Linked DNA regions of Gasterosteus aculeatus: region 1 is linked to region 2. Evidence: chromatin contacts called from public Hi-C data. All regions are on one chromosome and are shown on one strand. The core of a region is the stretch at or near the end of the contact, and the rest is flanking DNA. Distances in the headings are between cores, read along the strand shown.

Evidence for each region. Hi-C and Micro-C count contacts between places; a contact is called where the count stands out from the background.
Region 1: a contact with region 2 is called in a Hi-C map of skeletal muscle, with 2.9 times the contacts expected there. The contact joins the enhancer-like site here to the promoter of LOC120816070 in region 2. A contact is called at or near these places in 2 of 6 Hi-C or Micro-C datasets (liver and skeletal muscle).

Annotation. Positions count from the first base shown.
Region 1 is chr3:2,711,591-2,718,539 of fGasAcu3.hap1.1, forward strand. No RefSeq gene overlaps it. Among protein-coding and RNA genes, the nearest start is that of LOC120816499, 78 kb to the right of the region's middle. Within about 2 kb of position 4,266, at least 1 of the 9 cell types and tissues checked has open chromatin away from gene starts, as enhancers often do.
Region 2 is chr3:2,563,855-2,570,496 of fGasAcu3.hap1.1, forward strand. It overlaps LOC120816070 (ephrin type-B receptor 1-B), which reads left to right and starts at 2,694. Exons shown (of 17, transcript XR_013467058.1): 1 at 2,694-2,982.

The DNA.
Region 1 (6,949 bases), core at 3,016-5,515, 150 kb after region 2:
ACATCTCGCTGGCCGCAGTTCATTCTTGCAGTTGTGTGGAATGAAAAGGCCATGTTCAGAAACGCTTGTAATCTTCAACACATAAAATGTATTACTGAACTCTGTATCATTGATTTATAAGTGGTTCACAAGCAATATCCTTACGCAGGTGCAGCCTCTTCATCAAATTCAATGATAGAGAGGGGGTATCTGTATCAGCAGACATGCTGCGCTTGCCTGTTTTAAAAAAAGTATTTGGGATATATGCAATTAAATATTGATGCATACGGTCCGCGTGGAAAGTCTGTAGGACACGTCGTTGCCGAAATAAGCACCACGAGGAAGAATGGCTCTGAAAAAAACTACATTCTGATTGCATTAGCATGACATGCACAGCGAGAGCTGAAGAAAGCTGGAGGCCAATCTTAACCCAAAACATACTGCTTAGAATGAAATATATTACAAACCCCAACTAACTGCATTATCCAATTTCCGTCCAAAGCAGAATGAGATAATGGAGCCAGCAAAAGTGAATGTAAATGCTCTGCATAATTGCCCTATTAATTGCTTGTTTGCTGGGCTTTGGTACAATATCTCACAGCTCATCCCAATGGAGTGATGCTCGCCTCTTCTCCCAGCCTTCCCCTCTCTTCTGTCCTCCATCTTCCTGTAGCCTGTGTTTATGTACTGAGGCAGAGAGCAGCAGACTCATCGCCATCATTTTGATGAAGGATTGAGTCATCATCAGCCAAGTCCCATAGCTGCGGCCCCACTATCATTGGAAGAAGGGGAGGTGCTACGTTACGAGGACGACCACATCAAATTGGTCAAAAAAAGAGTCCAGTCAAGGCAAAAACTTTTAGGGAGAGAGAGGAGCAGGGTTTATATCATGAAATATATGCATAACCATATATTTTAGCCGTAATGGTTGAAAAGGACTTGACACTGATGTGAAATTGTAACAACTGTTTTTTCATTTCAATACTATTGGACAATTTAAATATTATCTTAATAACTGATCCTGGCAAATTAATCTCATCCTGTTATGAAGGTGAGAAAAAAAACAACCATGGGTGTATATTTTTATTCTCTTTCAATGCGTTGGCATCTGTTTTTTGATAACAGCCCCTTTCTCATTACCAACATACTATATAATTGACTGAGGCTGAAGCTGGGATGATGATAACAGTAAAGTTGCCTATTCTAAAACTCCTGCTGGGTAAGTGCCATATTTCCACTAGGAGACGATGAGTGAGCGAACAAAAACATTAGCCAAAGAAATCAACTTATCAGGCAATGTTACAGCAGAACTCAAAACACAATGTACTTGGGAGACATATTATCAATACCGTGACATTACGGACTGGCATTTCAGAGGTTGGTTCCGAGCGTTCCTGCTGTCTGCACCGTGAGACGCACAGCAGGAGCACTTTCTCAGATTGTAGTTTGAGGGATAATAGATAGCTGAGCTAGCGGCTCACAAGTCATTTGTTCTGACCTTTTATTTCAGGAGAAATCAATGTTCTGTTAATATGGCACTAATAAGGAAGCACCTTTCCTTTGTTTGGCCCTTATACAGCAATGATGCTTTTTAGCAGGTTAATGGCTGAACATCCCACCGAGCGACAAACTCCAGTTCTGCCTCATGGAACCAATGCGGAACCATCTTAAACATTGTATTCTCTCTACAGACCCGCATGAGGCGACTCCTGCAGAGGCAAAAAGAGTTGAAATGTAATTAGTCTGGTTATTTAGTCTGTAGTTACCCCATTCTCAATAATAAAAAAAAGAATGATTCCATATACTCTATATCTATCTATACTCTATATCTATATCTATATATCGGGTAATATATAATATTACCCGAGTGGCTGTCAATGTAATTTATAACATCTACCACCCTAAACTGTATTTTTAAATCCGGAAGGCAGTTGTTCATAATAAGTCATATTTTTGGTTCGTCCCTTCAATGTGGAAACAAACACTTAAAAGAAGAAGAGGAACGACAAGCACAGTTCCAACCTCAAGGCAGCATTGCAATTATTTTGCATCCCCAAAATCCATTATAGCTTTACAATAGGTTGATTGTCCCCTGAGAAGCCAAACCAATGATATGTTGACTTTTTAGATTTAGATATATTCTGATTAGAGTCTATATCCAACATCTTGAAGTGTGTAATCTGTGAGGTTGATTAAAAAGTATATTACATTACATACATTACATACACAGATGCATGAGAGATATTTGAGCCAACAAAACCTTTCTGCAAAGATGCTAAAAGATCACAAATGACAGCCTCCCTCATAGAACAGCAACGTTGTAGTATCAGTGCATCCCTCCACGTGTGTATTTATACCCTTCTCACTTACCTCCAATTCCCAATTTATATGTAAATTACTTCTTCTTTAAACAATGCACTATCCTTTGGTGGCAGAGACCCAAAAACGTCTAATAAAAACCCTGAGCTCTCATTGAGAGCAGCCATGTGAGTCATTGCAATTATGTACTTTAACTCTGGCCTCGTGAAAACACCTAATGACACCTACGGGTGTGCTTTTTCTATCATCAGTGGCAGTTTAGGACTGAAAATGTCATGTGTTGTAACAACAAAACCTGGGAAGAAAACCAAGTTGTGAGTGAAATTTGGCAGTTGGCTGATTGGACAATCATGGGCTTAACAGACGAAGATGTTTCATCTTCTACCTACAAATTTTACAAATATTGGTGACAAAGACTAGATCCGACTTTATTTGCCCATCTATCATCCATATATTTACTTAACAGCCTAATTTATTGATAATGTTCATAAAACATTTGTCCCAATTAACGTATTGCCTTTTGGTGGCTTTGTAACATTCCCCTTCTATTAAACACTTTTTAACACATTCATTTCTTACATTTTTCTAAGTTGGAAAACAAAACAGGGCTTGAATGTTCTGTACCCATTTGGTATTTCCCTTACAGTAATGTTAGTATTTGATGGTCGAAAGTCTTCCATCAAACATTTATGTTTCACAACTTACAGAGAACAAGCTTCCTTTTTAAGCAAGAAGTGGGAATGATTTTAATCTTGTTTAAATTGCAATTACGATAAGGCTTAAATTATGAAATTAATTTTAAGATTGGGGGTTTATATCCCTCATTTACATGATTAAATCACCCTGACTAAAGATCCGTCCCAAAAAAACATCTGCATGAGGTTGCACAATTTAAAACCTTATTTGCACACCATTTGAATAATTGCCTGAAGAACAGGGACTGTTATGGTCTACAGTGCATTAAACGATGTTGAGAGGGTCCGCTGCGGCGGTGAGCTAACACAATTTATTCCCCGTGCTTCTGCTGCTTTGCTATGCTGGATTAATTTTCTGCTTTCACTGCTCTGCCTCTATCCATTTGAAAAGAGGTAAGCCACCAACAGAAATGCTGGAAACCAGTGTCGAGCTAAGCTCAGCGTTCTGTCTTCTTACACTGTAAGGGGCCACAACTACACACTGTGTGTGTGTGTGTGTGTGTGTGTGTGTGTGTGTGCGGTGAGCACTTTTCCAATCGCTCCATTGCTCAAATTCAGAAAGGGATTCATGTTTTGGCAGCTGGCCCTCTAGATCAGTCCGGCCACCTCCCGTACACTTCCTTCTACACAAAAAACCTCACCTGCGTGTGCCTCTTCATCAGCACCCATTCATAAGAGCAGACAATGAATTGCGCAGATGGAGAGAGGAACAAATGGAGAATGCCGCCCGAGACATCAGATGGAGAGAGTGGTGCGGCATGGGGGGGGGGAGGGGGATTTGTCAGGGGAACAATTCACAAGTGAAAACGGAAGCGATCGAGAGACCGAGATGCAATATGGACCAAAGAAAGAAAAAAAGAAGGGAAATAAGAGGAAGGCAGAGAAGCCACAGATGAAGTGCATCTCTGAGAAGAGAGGCAATAATATTTTAAAAAAAGGTGAGTGTGTGGGACAGAACCATGGTGAGCGGGTTGAAACCATGTCTGTGCCACCAGTAATGGCGGTTGGGGCGTAGAAACAACTATGTGAGTCTGTGTGTGTGTTGTGAGTTTACCCCCATGAAGTACAGATGTTATGTATATCTTTTAGGATCATCATCATCAGTTTTTCTACTATTTAACTATTCACATGATGATGAATTAATATTTTTCATTATATGTACGCACCATATCTTAGAAAAGTATTTATTTATAAGGATGAAATCAGGAGGAAATATTTAACATGACTGATCACTGGCTGTGCAGTGAAATGATACAATAGCACCCCCTGTGGTTATAGTGGCTCATACAGCTTGATAACTGTACCAAAGTCTTACAAAATGCTGCACAGAGAGTTAAGTGCTGAGAGTTAAGTGGATTACCATTTCTTGCCCCCCACTACTCACTGAGGAAACCAGTACTACATAGTGGTGACTGGCCAATAGAAGGCAATGGGGCATCGCGCTACTTGTTCTAATGTATATTTATGTACATAAATATATTTGATACATTTGCATAAAACCGTTCTGGTATGTTCCCTGAAATTGATTGGATAGCCCCTACCAAGAAAGTTTTCCACCTGCCACCACTGGTGCAACGTTATAATAGACTGAAGGGCTGAGTGAAGAAGGAATAGAAAAAAAAAAAAAAAAAAATTAAAGAAAACTTTTACTCTACATATGAGATCTTGCATTCGGAGTATTATTAAATGTCATTCAAGCGGCTCGGCTTCTCTTCCTGTGCGCTCTTAATACGTTTCCACACAGTTGTCCTACGCAGTGCAGCTGACTGACCAGGACCTCAAGACAGACGTACCCAAACACACACGGAAAGTGTTGTTCTTTATTGCTCGGGATGATTTGAATTATCGCAAATTACAAAAAATTGGAGGCGATTTACAATGCATCAAGCCCAAATCCAGTATTTCCACGCTCTAGTCTTAATGTCTCTTTTATCACCTGAATCAGTCAGTCATCCTCTAAATGAAGATTGAAAAGCTTCTTTATTCTTATATTACGTACTCATTTCTCAGGCATTCAACCTCTAGTTATGAGCCAAATTGTTAATGTGCTCTGCTCATCCAGTCACACAAACTTTTTTGTGAAGGACGTTTCATAAAGCAGTGCATTAGTAGAGCATTATTGTAGAGCATCGGCGCTGTGCCCAGTTACAAGTGCCGGATTGGGCGGAAGCAGTCATTAAATCTAAATGGAGCAACATATGAATGTGTGCATTCATCACTGGGCCACTTTAATAAACCTGACTTTAAATTGCCACCTTAGCATCCTCTTTACAATAAACGTTATTGGTTGAATATCATGTCTAATAGAAAATGGTCAGACAACGAGTGAAGCTGCGTTATTTATGGTTATGTGTATGGTTTGAAACAGCTACATCGCAAATGATCCAAAAACATGCTGCTTTTCAACATGAGACTGTAACGTATATATTAATATTTCTTTCAGTTGGTCAGCTTCCCCTTGCAATCATCCCGCATCAACATTGAAATAGTCTTTGGCCTGAGGCTGAAATAACTGCTGTATGTACAGCCACCACCTGCTCCGACAGAGCAGACAATTGGTACAAGAAAATCCAGTATTAAAGGACAACCAGTGTTCAAGCACATTTTTGTAAAATCATTGTCTGCCACACATTCTGCTGTAACATTTGGGAACTTGGCATGCCAATTTTGAGTATGGCCGGAGTGCAAGACTGAGACTGTCACCATCAGAAAGATGGTGCTGGTACTTTCTTTGAAAACGTATCTACTAATGTGTAACATCAAAGCTGATTTTTAATAGGATTTCCGTCACAGTCCCTCATTATCATGGATGTCAAAAGATCATGTAGTAATCGCAGGTACTCATTTCACACAAAACTCATCACGTGAGGCTTCAAGTAGGCTAATGTTCATTTCGTCAGAGCACTGACTGAACACTACGACACAGAATGGCTACTATTCAAAACAATAACACAGTAGCAGCTAATAAAAAAAGAGGTTAGGCTAAAGCAAAGACAGTAAAAGACACTAGATAGTATATTTCTACGACACGTAGTTTCTATACTGCAAGTGCATTTTTTGCTGTTAAATGTTGCGTAAAAAGTTGAACACAAGTGTGTTTTCTATTCGTATCGTAGATGCCAACAGAATAGGAGAGCAGCGCTCCCGTTGTGCACTCAGTCAAAAACAGTTAACCGCGCGGCTCGTCTGCCCCTCGTGCTTTGATCTTCCCTTGACATTCTCTCAGTCTCAACCCCGTTTTCATCGCTGCACATTAGCTAACAAAAGGGAGCGAAGAGAAGGATAGATATCTGCCTGAGAACGGAGAGATCTCCACCCAGGGACTTCAAAGCAAGGCTTTGAAGTTGTGCAGGAGACAGCAGCACCCGCAGAAGACAGTCTGTCCTACTGCGTCATTATCTCTCGGCTGCTATTCGGTCTACATAGTTATTGGACGAGGTGTGACTCCTCTGTAGTGTTTTCTGCAGATTGATTCGTTTCCTTGTTAGAAACTAAAAGCTTTCAAATGCAGCACCCGTCTCAAAATCTGTCAAAGTCAAGGAACATGCTATGTTTGTTTGTTTTTTTATTCCTCGTCAACGAGCTTATGAAATAAGTTTATGAAAAGGGATATTTAGCCGGTCGGTCGACGAGTGGGTCCACCACTTTTTTTCCAGATAAGACATATCTCATCATTCTTTGGATGGTTTTCAGTGAAAGGACATCCGCGGTCCGGGACAAACCCAGATGGATGACTTTGGCGATCGCCTCACTTTTCCATCCAAGAGCTTCACATTTGTGGTTTTGGTTGTAATTTAATTCCATTTAATTGACTTCGTATTACCAAAATACTTTTAAGCGAATTACATTCTCACTAGTCTGAGCAGGTTTTGTGCACATCTTTGCATCAACATACTGATGAACATGGTTTTATAATACCTGCTAAACATGTTGACGGTGTCATTGGGAGCGAGCGG
Region 2 (6,642 bases), core at 1,444-3,943:
AGCAAACCTAACCAACCCCAGCGCGTCCCCAGCACCCGACCCGCCTTCCGCCGCCTCTCTTGAGCCGTGACCCAGAAAATGTGACTGTGGCTGGGACTCACTCCTGACCCTGTGTTGGGGGAACGTTGGTGTGGAGCACATCTGTATTCAGCCCTCGGCACCGCACTCATATTGTCATTGGCCAGCGCCCAGACTCCTGAAGATGGATGGAGCCACGGCCCAGCCTAATAACCAGTCCAGCCCCCCCCCGGGGTGGGGGGTATACACTGCGCTCCTCTGTCACATAGGTCCCTGCACTGTCTCCATATTGACTTAGGCCTTTCATTTTCATGCATTCATATTCATCGCCAGACAAATCTTTGTCTGCTCCCGTTGTCGGCGGGCGACGCCCCTCTTCTTTCCTGTGTTTCGGTTTCGGCACATGTCACACAGTGTGGTGTACGGTTTCCATGAAATACGCCTCGCCTTGTTGTCCCCAAAGGTTTTCCTTGTGTGCAGTGCTCTCTGTTCTACATGTTTTGTATTTCCTGCCTGACACCACTTTAACCCCCCCCCCCCCCAAAAAAACAGAACAATTGCCAGCAGCCGAACAGGAATCAGGAAGCTGGAGAAACGTAAAGGTCGCGGCACAGTGGTCATGCAGAGGAAGATACCGGTTTGATGTTGGCGGTTCGAAAGGCCTGTAACTTTGGGGTCAACTCACGGAATGGAAAAACGTTTAAATCGAACAGAAGTCATAGGACGACACCGCCTTTTTGTTTGGTCTGAAACATGAGAAGTGGAGGACAGACACCGACAGAACTGTGATGCTGCGCTCGCAGGCTTAAGCACACCAAAATAAATCAGGCCACGGAGAGAATGGGAGGCTTTCTGCAAATGTTTTCGGGGCTCGGTGCTGATTTCGGGGGCCGAGGCTCTTGTAGCTGAAGTAGGCGGGTGCTCGTGTGGCTTTGTGTAGATCATTTTCTGAGCGCTGTGTGGGTGAGCGGCTGCGCGCACGTTTGTGTTATTGTGAGCATTGTGAGGGAGGATGTGCTACAGCGGCAGCGCTATTGTTCCTATATCTCCCTCTCGTGCTCTTCCTTCCTCCCCCACCCGCCCCAGGTTGTGGACGCCAAACAGGGACAGATTGCTGCGTGCTGCAGCGCGAGCATTCCCGTGGAGTCGTAGGTTATGTGACCATCGGCGCGGTGAAAAATAAGGCCAGGTGGCGCTCGTATGCCCGGCACGGCGGCCCTCGCCCGGGGTGGGGGGGGGGCCACGCTGTGCTGTGCCGCGTCTTACTGTCGCGCCACTCCTCACCGACACCATTAAAAATGACAAATGTGCTCATCAACTGCTTTCCCATGTTAGCAACCGCTGCCTGGTGCTCCCAAAAGCACCGTGTCGGCTCCAGTTCACCTGCTGGATTTTGACACAGTTGGAAACAACAATTTATTAAGCGCGAGTCCCTTTTCGATTTATAAGGTGTTTGATTTTTATGTCATTGTAAAAGGTTAGGAGTTCAACCCCCGAAGGAGCAGCAAGAGGAGGGGGGGGGGGTTTACTAAAGTACTAATTGTGCCATTTTTAATATCCACAAACGATGCAATAAGAGTCTTTCATTCTAGAAGCTACATAATAATTGGAACACCAGACTGTTGAACCCATTCATTAAGTACGTGAGAAGGTAAAAAATGTATCTGGGCCAGTGTGCTGAGAAGAGACAGAACTGAAGCATGAGGCCATCCAGTGGCCCCGGGTAAAACCAGGCCTACTCAGGATGTAGATTAACAACCCCATCCCGGTTCTTCAGCTCGGGGGACGTTGGGGGAGACGTATCTAGCCCAAGACAGGTGCGTGCTTCTGGGCCACGGGGCCGGCCCACTTCCACTGCCGAGGCAGACCTCGGGCCTCTGTGTCCCCCCGAGGGAATTGTCCATTGTGTTGACCATCTGTTGAGGCACACGTGCACACGCCAGGGGTGAAAGGGAGGGGGAGGTGTGTGTGGGGGGGCTGATGTGCCTGTTTAATATCATTAGGATGTGCAGTTGGACTCGATAACGCTATTAAAGAACATCCGCAGCGCAAATGAGGTTTGCACTCGTGCGAGCGTAACGGGAGGGAAAGGGGGGGCTGCGGAATGGGCGACTTCAGACATTTGCTAAAATGTAGGATGTTTAAAAGGTGGGGTGTGGGAGTTGGCAAACAGACCTTTTTGTTCCTGAATGTAGAGCAAAATATCATTTTGTCGCATGTCTCGGGTCAGGGGGATGTTCATGTGCAGCACACATTTCCAACAGGGAAAAAGTATCTGAGGTTATGTGGGAGCCACAAGCTGACGGGCCACCGGCCTGGAACGCAGGCGCTTACATCATCCCCCGTGGGACCGGGACCCGGGCCCCCCCCCACCCCGCGCGCGCCCGGTGTGCAGTACGCGGAGTCACCCGAGGGGTGGCGGTATTTCCCTTCGGTGAATCAGACGCCGCTTCAAATAGGTCAAGGAAAAGTTTGGATCTTTTGACAAACGCGAGGTGGGCGGAGCGGCGGGGCCCGCTGATTGGCTGGAGAGTGTCAGCTCCCCGCCGGTGATTGGCCCCCACCGCTCTAATGGGGCCTGCCATGCCTCCCCCCCTCACCATCCCACCCCCACACACCTCCTCCTCTCACCCCCCCCCCCCCTCCCTCTCCATCGCCCCTTCTCTCCCCCCCTTGCTCTGCGCACCCCTCTGCCCCCCCCCCTACCCTCCTCCCCCCACTACACTCCCTTCTTCCTCGGCGCTGATTGTCACACATTGTTTACTACGGCTTGAAATGTGACTCACAACAGCGGGCTATCTGCTGGAGGAGCGCTCTGACAACTGAGGGATTCTTTTTGACGCGCGCCGTGCGCCTTGGTCATTTTGGGGACACGCCGTGGACACTAAACCCCTTTTCCTGCCATGGCAGTGGATTTGTTTGCGCTTTTGTGCGTGCTGGTCACCGCATCCTCCGCGATGGAAGGTAAATGAAAGCCCGGGATTGTGCTTAGATGTGCGGTAGATGTGGGAACGCTCGTCTCCAAGACGCGCCGTGTTCGGAGACGCTCCCGAGGTTTTTTACGCCCCGTCGGGCAGCGGTGCGCTCGCAGCCACGGCAATACAGAGGTTGCGATGCACGTGGGTCGCGGCAGATTGCCGTGATAATCCCCTTATTTCGCCGCGTTAGTGCCCCCCCCCACTCCGCTGCGAGTCACCGGCGTCGCTTGTCCACGTGAAGAACGAGACTTTAAACTGTGTTTACTGGCATTCGGGAGTTTATCGGTGGCTAAAATCAATGTCTCTCATTCGGCTGCCTCGTTCTGCACGCCAGGAGGAGTTTCCTCTATAAACATTGTTGTTTTTTAAGTGGGGAAACCACGGCTGAAATGTAGAAAGCCCGTCATAGCTCAAAGGCTCCTGTCACTGTTCACTGAATTGTATGAAACATTGTTACCAGAAGTCCCCGAGCAGCATTCAGTGTCATTTTAAACTGCTGAGACAAACTCTTCCAGATTTTGGATTCCACTGTTTGGAAGTTTCCCCGTGAACTGGATTTATTGATCCACCGAGCACCTACATTTAATTTGAATTATTTGAATCCTTGTAAATCAACAGCTCTTAAAAAAAAGAAGAAAAAACATCATCAAACACTGAATCTGGCTCATCCCCGTTTTCTCAGAATGTCCTGGTTGTTTCTCCGTCTCCATCCATCTCCATTCCTTTGTCTCACTTTTTGTTTGTGCGTCTCTTCCTTTTCCCCTTTTCTGTCTCACGTGCGCTCCATCCAGACGAGCACTTGTAGGTTAATGTCCCCTCAGTTAAACATGTTTTTCATTTCCGCTGTGGGGTGGGGGGGGGGACAGTGAACACTGTAGCCCCAAACATTGGCTGGTGGATAGATATCCCGGCACCATCTTCACTCATTTCATTGTACGGTAGGTCACACTCTCCAATAACCCCCCTCCCTCCCCCCTGCACGCGGCCCCTCCCTATAAAGCATACATAAGTCAAACAGAAGCACACATACAATGAGTTTTCACATGCAGCTACCTTCTTTAATCATTTACAACTCCACCGCTGCTCGCAGCCTCGGCCGCGCTCTGTAATTCGACAGGCGGCCTTCTTGTTCGTGCTCATCAGATTTCCACACAGCCGTACGGAACGCCGAGCCTCCCTCTGTGAGGACGGACGGTTTGACGCTCAAGTGTTTGCCCTAAGTGAAATGACGACAGGGATGCACACCGGAGGGGGGACGGGTGGAGGACGCGAGGGAGAGACGTGTCCCTGCGAGGAGACGGGGCGTCTGGGCTTACTTCTTTCTATGTAACGGGGACCCGAAAAAGAAACAGATGGGCAGAGAGATGCACCCCCCCTCCCCCCGAGTCACCTCGGTAACGAGGATGAAAGTGATTTCCTTGTTTGGCTCACTAATTAAAAGGTGGTTGTCCCGTGGACTCGTTCAAATCTGCACTGATCTGAACTCCAATCTGTTGCTTTTTTTATGTGTGTGTGTGTGTGTGTGCGTGTGTGTGAGGGTGAGAGAGAGTGGAGCCATTGACCGCATTATCCCCGACTCTCCAGTCACCCTTAATCTGATTAGGAGCCCAAATCGGCCAATAATCACCAAGTGTCACAGATCGGTGTATGCATGTGTGTGTGTGTGTGTGTGTTGTTGCTTTGTAGTAAGGAGAAACCATGACCATGCCGACACATGCTTTAATACCATTAACTGAATTAATTATTTGATGTCCTTACGCATGCTCACACTCACAGTGAACATACGACTGATGAGCTGACAAACCACGGGAGGAACGGAAAGATGTGAGGCAGCTGAGCAGTCCAGAAGCCTGGGTTCCGGGGCGGGGGGGGGGGGGGGGGGGGGGCTTTTACAGGTGCGTGTTTGTGCGATGACGGAATGCAAAGTTGTCCAATTTAATCTCCAGCCCAGCTATCCGGCACATGAAGTCACGATAATCTGCATTGGAGCGATCGGAGGGGGGGGCCGTCCGACCTGAAGCCCCACCGGGCCCTCAGAGGGGGAGAGGCAGGGCCACGATTTGCATCCCATTGGAAAAAGTCAGCATGCGCAGCGCTCGGCTTTGACCCTCAGTTGTCTTCCCTCTGCATCTCTCCAATCATCGTCCCTCTGCCTATATACTTATTTCCACACCTCCCCGTCCCCACTCATTTCTTTTCATTCAACTCTGTCTCCCACGGTTCTCGTCACTGCTCTGTCCATTCCTCCGTTGTCCCCCCCCCCCGTGTGCGGATGGTTCTTGCCAGCGGCAGCAGTAATTCTCCCTTACTTACGGAGCCTTGCTTATTTCTTTTTGCCCTTAAACCAATTAGACCTAGATAAGCCCGCTCATTTAACCGCCTGGAACCGGGTGGTGGAGGGTTAGAGCAACGGAGGATGAAACTGCGATTAGAGGACGGACCTGGGGAGGGAGGCAGATAAAAAAAAAAGTATGAGCCCACGGAGGGAGGTCAGTGAGGTTCAGAAAAGGAGAGGTTTTCTGTTTTACAAATGAGCATCTTGCAGTTTTAACAAGGCCCCCGAAAGTAAGCAATCACCGGGCCGCCTCGGCTGCGCGGCGGCAACATTCAGTGTAAGAGCTCATTAGTAATGTGCTTTAACCAGTCATTTAGGATGTTGTGTTAAGCACCTGTGCTATTCTAAAGTAAAGCCTCCTCCTCAGGGGCCAAGGGGATGAATATTGTAGCTTCCTGAATAAACAATATTAATGATTTCCTTCGAGACAGATAATAGGCAATAAGGTCAGAACCACACGTCGTTGATACACATTAATAAGGAGCGCCAGCGCCAGAGTGGAGTATCGATTGGAAAGGTTAGAGGAGTGTGCGTTGTGGAGCAATGTTGCAGCATCCATCGGCGGTAGAGACTGGGGTAAAGTGTCCTTCGGCAACACACCGACTTGGCTCCAGAGCTGCTGTCTCATAGCTGATCCACTGCCCCCCCCCCCCACCCGACCCCACCCTTCCCCCGTGGGGAGGTCAGAATCAGCCTGCTGGGTTCATGTCTAATCAGTGCAGCGGGAAGCTGGAATTGCACTGACAGTTTCGTGTGGAATGGAGTTGTGGCGCTGAGAAGATAAGACACGGCCGGTCCACCTGTTGGGACAAGTGTTATTGGTCATTGCTTAAACTTTTATAAGTCGGAAAGCACTTTTGGCCGTTTGGAAATTTCACATTGCATTTGAAATATTGAAAAAAAAATCAGGCTTCAATTGATAGATTCCACGGCGCGTTATGTTTTGCATTATTTTCCCAGGCGCAAGTCGTATTGTCACCTAAACACACTGTAAGTGCTCCCCACGGTTCTGTATCGAAGTTGCCTCACAGACTAAAATCTTGTAATAAAAAAAAGAGTGACTTTGAGAGACTGGTGCGCCGTCGAGTTAAGAAATCGTGGCTGCTGTGCGATGTGAATTGTGCGCGCGTGCGTGCGAGCTCACCAGCTGAGCAGAGGAGGCCGTCTGTGAAAAGAGTCCCGTTGAGTCTCTAATGGATGTAGATGTGTGATTGCTCCTTTCCCCCTGCCTGCCTTGTTTCAAATGGTTAGAAAAGAGAACAACAAACATATGGAGGCAACACAGGCCCACCGGGTCGAGGTGCTAGTGCT